Linked DNA regions of Rattus norvegicus: region 2 is linked to region 1. The links are chromatin contacts, called in public Hi-C maps. All regions are on one chromosome and are shown on one strand. Each heading gives the region's core, a stretch centred on a gene start, on an enhancer-like site or on the middle of the called end of the contact. The rest is flanking DNA. Distances are from core to core; before and after follow the strand shown.

What was found. Hi-C and Micro-C count contacts between places; a contact is called where the count stands out from the background.
Region 2: a contact with region 1 is called in a Hi-C map of liver, with 3 times the contacts expected there. The contact joins two enhancer-like sites. A contact is called at or near these places in 2 of 12 Hi-C or Micro-C datasets (the Rat2 cell line and liver).

What each region holds. Positions count from the first base shown.
Region 1 is chr10:72,184,410-72,187,422 of GRCr8, reverse strand. LOC120095164 (a long non-coding RNA gene) reads left to right here. Exons shown (of 6, transcript XR_010055721.1): 6 at 1-3,013. Among named protein-coding and RNA genes, the nearest start is that of Dhx40, 67 kb to the right of the region's middle. Within about 2 kb of position 1,527, at least 6 of the 93 cell types and tissues checked have an H3K27ac peak or open chromatin away from gene starts, as enhancers often do. A contact at or near this core is called in liver, where this site is marked.
Region 2 is chr10:72,368,267-72,371,279 of GRCr8, reverse strand. Gdpd1 (glycerophosphodiester phosphodiesterase domain containing 1) reads left to right here. Exons shown (of 10, transcript NM_001044238.2): 2 at 1,475-1,517. Among named protein-coding and RNA genes, the nearest start is that of Gdpd1, 11 kb to the left of the region's middle. Within about 2 kb of position 1,494, at least 22 of the 93 cell types and tissues checked have an H3K27ac peak or open chromatin away from gene starts, as enhancers often do. A contact at or near this core is called in liver, where this site is marked.

The sequences.
Region 1 (3,013 bases), core at 278-2,777:
GTCTAAGAGAAAGGGGTCTCAGAACAGAGCTGGGTGCCAACTCTCAGGGAATCCAAAATTCCACCGAGAGCCTGGAGCATGGACGTCACTTAATATGGCTTGCAAAGTCTTTGTTCTCAGCGTTTGCTTTGTCGACATTCAGGATTGTTACTGACTTGCCTTTAGTTAATCTGATAAAGGCAGCCAGTTTCCATGGTTACCTCGAAGCATGCAGCAAGGTGCCTTTCCTAGGAGGCCCTAGGTTTAAGCAAATAACAAAACATGGCCCCCGGCATAGTGAAAGTAACGTGAACCCCGTGAGCAGAATGGGATACTGGGGGAGGAGGGGTGCAAGCCAGAGACCCAGTGATTAGAGCTGGGTGTATCCTCAGAAACAGCGGAGAACATCCCTAGTGCCATGTCTGTTTCTAGAATGTAAGGGCCGTGTGAAGCCCCTCATCTGGTTCTCCTCTTGCTCTTTGCCTGGGTGATTATGCCCAGTCACAGGTCACTGGGCCAGTATTCAGTTAGTCTTAGCAACTAAGGTTAGGATGGGCCTCTGACACTTGCAGACAAGAGGTGCCAATCTGAAGTGTGAGCTATGTGGTCATACGTGTGGGGGGAAAGCCAGAGCAAGGTCTACACAATTACGTGGGGGCTCACTTATAAGGGCTTCCAGTTCTTACAACACTTCCCTTACATTGTAGCAGTTCCCCAGTGCCCAGCCATGGTGCTGAGTTATCTAACTACTGGGGTGGAAGGACCAGTCATCATCATAAGTCTGTAAGTCTGCCTTCAGCTTAGACACCACTGCCTAGTGGGTAGGCTTGTACCCTTGCTTCAGCTGGCTACAGACGTAGAGGTTCCCACAGATGACTCAGACAGCAGGAGATGTGCACACAGTTACGATTTATTTAAGTATTTTATGTGTATGAGTGCTTTGTTTGCATGAATGTCTGTCCACTGCCTGCTTGCCTGGTGCCCAGCAAGGTCAGAAGGGGAGGTTGGATTCCTTAAAACTGCAGTTGTGGGGTTGGGGATTTAGCTCAGTGGTAGAGTGCTTGCCTAGCAAGCGCGAGGCCCTGGGTTCGGTCCCCAGCTCTGAAAAAAAAGAAAAAAAAAAAAAAACAAAAAACAAAAAACAAAAACTGCAGTTGTGGGTGATTGTGAGCCAACACATGGGTGCTAGGAACCTTAGTCTTTGACAAGAGCAGCCCATGCGATCTGTGTAGCCGCAAGCTCCATACATTACTCATGGAGATAATTTATCAGAGTGAACTGTGTAAATTGGAATCAGCCAAGGGAAGGGGTACACACGCAAGCTTTCCCCTGGAACCCTGGAATCCTGCCTGGGAGGCCTGATGATATCCACACAGAATTGCCATGGTGGCAGAGGGACGCTCATCCCATTTCCTGGTTTGTTTTGAATGACATTTGACCACATGATGCCCACGTGGCTTTTAGTCCCCAGGTCCTTCTAAAGGTCGCCACTGATATCATTGTGACCCAAAGTCCCGGGCCTAAATCTCATGTTAGCTTTTCCAGCGGCCAAAGCTCCTAGGCAAACAAAACCATTGCTATCTAAGCAGGACTTTCAGGAACCTGGAGATCTCTGATGGCTAGCCAGGGCAAAGGCCAGGCTCCTTTGATAGCCAGCAGTCTCTCCTGCATTCCTTTGTCTTCCCCAGCCAGCTCACGTGTCTGTCTAGTTTGGAATGGGCTCAGGAGACATCTGAGATAACCTATGTTGAGTTAAGCAGGTCTTATCTAGTGGAAGGTTCACCAGGAAACACCCCCTCCCCCCACCATTGGGGTAGCAAATCCTGTTGCTGGAGAGGGATAGCCTCTAGACAAAAAAAATTCCTTTGTGGCACACAAGAAAGAGTCTACAGTCTGTTTATATTTATTTCTCTTTTTCTTTTGTGGTGTTGGGGATCAAATCCCATATATTTATGGTGGTAAGCAAATGATCTACCATTGGCTCCACTCTCAGCTGCTGTTGCCTTCTTTAAATTTCAAATACATTAATACTTTACTTCTTATAATGTGTATGGATGTTTTATCTGTCTGTATGTGTGTGCATTGTGTGAATGCCTGGTGCCTGTGGAAGCCAGAAGAGGGTGTCAGATGTCCTGGAAATGGAGTTGTAGCTGCCCTGTGGAGAGTGGGAACTGAACCCTGGTTCCTCTGGAAGAGGACCCTTTTTTTTTTTTTTTTTTTTTTTTGGTTCTTTTTTTCGGAGCTGCGACCGAACCCAGGGCCTTGCGCTTGCTAGGCAAGCGCTCTACCACTGAGCCAAATCCCCAACCCCCCCAGTATCTTCTTAATCACCAAGCCATCTCTCCAGTCCTTGCAACCTTCTTTAAAAAAACTTACACTAAGGGTTGGGGATTTAGCTGAGTGGTAGCTCAAGGCCCTGGGTTCGGTCCCCAGCTCCGAAAGAGAAAAAAAAGAAAAAAAAAAACTTATACTAAATATTTGTTGCTACATGAAGAATGGCAGCATCCCTGTTCAGTCAGCCCACTGAACATGTTCTCTGTTCTACCTCTCCTTCGTCCCCTGCTTCTTGCTCTAATCTTAGGCCTTTGGTTGCCAAGGAACGTATCTTTTTCTTATACCCCCAGTGCCTCGCAGGAGCCAGTCCTGAAAAGCATTCTGTAGCTATGGGTCCTGGTTCACCTGCTCAAGAGCACAGCTCTGCCCAGCTCCAAAAAAAGAAAAAAAAAAGAAAAAAAAAAAAAGAAAAAAAAAAGAAAAAAAAAAAAAGAGCTCAGCTCTGTCTAATCTCTCCAAATAAGGGCTAGTATAGATGCTTCTGGCTGCAGGCCTGCCTGCTTTTTGGAAAAAAACACTTTCATCTGGAAGATTTACTGTGTAAAATGATGATCCCTTTTAATCCTTGTACCTATGAGATACATACTCTAACCCCATAAATAAATACAGAAATCGAGGTGCAAAGAACATTTCCCACCACCTCTCTAACCCTCCCTCAGGTAGTCTACCAGGAACAAAACCAGACCTGCTAGATTCCAGA
Region 2 (3,013 bases), core at 245-2,744, 180 kb before region 1:
CATGAACTTGCTGTGACTCTCACCTTTTCTTCAACCTGTTCGCTGTACATTCAGCACGGCATTTTCTGTTGTGTCTCTTCAACTCTCCACTGAACAGCAGCTTTCTTCTGTGGCTCTCCCTGTGTCATTTCCCAGGCTGCTCTCTGGAAGGCTGCCTGACCTGGAAAGATTTCAGGTTTCAAGATTTTTATGACATTGGATTTACAGAATCTGAACACCTTGTGGTCATCGTGGATGAGTATCATGCAGTGCCTGGGGTAGATGGTCTCTGAGTAGAAAGGAGGCCTCCCAGCCCGCATCGTGACCCTGTGAGGTCCTTATAGTTTCTTATATTATAATGCTAATAGACCTTATTTGCATGCCAGCAGTTGATGAAAAATCATTTATCCTAAAATGGATCCTGAAATAAACTGGTTTTAAAATTAGACAGCAAAGATCACAAAGGGGGAACTTTGAAGGTGTTTTAGGGATGCCCATGATCCAGGTGGACATAAAAGAAGTTCAGATGAAAGAATTGTGGGCTGAAGTGACAACTGAATTTAACAGCAGCTCATTTAAAGAGGGCTAGCTTTGTCTGTCTGTCTGTCTGTCTGTTTTTAAAGACTGTGTTCGGACTGGAGAAATGGCTCAATGGTTAAGAGCATTTCCTGAAGTCCTGAGTTCAATTCCCAGCAACCACATGGTGGCTCACATCTATAATGAGATCTGATGCTCTCTTCTGGTGTGTCTTAAGACAGCTACAGTGCACTCATATCAAAGAATGAATAAATTTGGAGCTGGAGAGATGGCTGAGTGGTTAAGAGCACCAACTGCTCTTCCAGAGGTCCTGAGTTCAAATCCCAGCAACCACATGTGGCTCACAACCATCTGTAATAGGATCTGATACCCTCTTCTGGTGTATACAGCTACAGTGTACTCATATACATTACATAAATAAACCCTTTTAAAAATGAATAAATTTAAAAAAACAATAAAGCCTGTATGCCGTAGCCCAGACTGTCCTCCAACTCCTGGGCTTTCTCTTTGCCTTCCAAATTCTAGGCCTATAGACATGGGTTACCATGCCTAGTTTATAGTACCATAGAGTACTGGCACTTAAATCTAGGACTTTATACAAGTTAGGCAATCTGTTAACTGAACTTTATCCCCAGTCCCACAAAAAAAAAAAAAAAAAAAAAAAAAGGGTTCAGTAGGGACATCAGTGACCTCCATGGACAGTGAAGGAACCGTTATCTGAAATCCTTTAAATACATATTTGTTGATTTTTAAAAAAAGACTGGAAAACAGGATTCCGCCCACCTCACCCATCTCTCTCTCTCTCTCTCTCTCTCTCTCTCTCTCTCTCTCTCTCTCTCTCTCACACACACACACACACACACACACACACACTTAAAAAAAAGTTCATTCTCATTTCTAGAGAAATAGAATACTCAACAGGACCAGTAAATGAACTTTACCCTCCCTGTTTCCACAGGTGCTGGAGAAAACCTGGAGAACACAATGGCTGCCTTCCAGCAGTGAGTACAGCACAAGGCCCTCTCTGTTTCCAGCCTATCACTGAATTGATGAGGATTCACAGAGGGCTGCAGTGTATTTGTGCCGCTCACTTGTGATAGCTGTTTCTATGAAATGCCTTTTTTATAGTTTGAAATATTACAAAGAGCGTTTGCCTTCTGCATAATTGTAAAAGTGGTCCAAAGAGACTCGGTTTACAGAGCTAGAAGCAGACATCTGGGACAAGGGACAGACAGCGAGCGTACAGAAAGAGCGAGTGAGACAGCTGTTACCCTGGCTGCTGCTGAGGAACAGGACCAAGTGTCTCTGTGTCCAGGAGTTTCTGTTGAGCAGGTCCTGCAACCAGGGTTCTTCTCGGGATCCTCTTGTGTGCTGATGTTAGTTTTTAATAAGATGAGTTAGTGGGCTGGGGATTTAGCTCAGTGGTAGAGCGCTTACCTAGGAAGCGCAAGGTCCTGGGTTCGGTCCCCAGCTCTGGAAAAAAAAACAAAAAAAAAAAAAATAAGATGAGTTAGTGGTTTTGTTTATATTGGATTCATATTTCACACAGAGGCCTTTTCAAGGCTCTGTGGTGGTAGTAAAAGCTGCAGAAGACACTGATTGGAGCCCTTGTTCTTTGTCTCAGAGCCAGTGTTTACCATCAGCCTGTTTTCCTCTTTCTGAATACCAAAACCGGTTATGAAGCAAGGCCAATGAAAAGAAGACATTACCTAGTTACGCTTAATGAGAAAAAAAACTTCTAATGTAATTTTAAGCCATTTTAAGATGGGGTACCCCCCTCCTCTGTTCACTAGGGTGGTCTCACATTCCTAGGCAATTTGGAAACATTTTCTATGTAGCTAGAGCTAACCAGGAGGGTTTGCTTGTCTGTTGTGGTGGAGATTGAAGCCAGAGCTTTCTGCATGTTAAGCGCGCACTCCATGACTGAGGTACTCCCACATCCCAGCAGAATTTGGTCTAAATTTCTGCTTTTCACCATTTAGTGACATCTTAAAGATTATTTTTCTTCTCAGAGGTTGCTCATACCTTTCTTCCTGGCACTGGGGAAGCAGGGGCAGGCAGCTGTGTGACTCCCAGACAGCCAGAGTTCTATGGCAACGGTGATAGAGTGACTTCAAGAGGAACTTGATCCTCAGTTTGTGGCTCTGCTGCCAGAATTTGGGGAGCCAGGAACTTGAGTGATAGCATCTCAGCCAGGGGGTATAGCCAAATATATTGGAATTCCCCTGTATCCAAACTTCTCTCTGCCTGAGCTTCATTCCCCAGTCAGTAGTCCGCTTCAGCGTAAAGTGATGCCTGCCTCTGTATGTAACTCCTGGGAGGGTGATCTCTGCTCTTGCCCTGAGGATTAGAAATGGCGTCTCAGCCAGCAGTGGTGACACATGCCTTTAGTTCCAGCACGGGGGAGAAACAGAGGCAGGTGCATCTCTGTGAGTGAGAGCCAGCCTGGTCTACAGAGTGAGTTCCAGGACAGACAAGGATACACAGAGAAACCCTC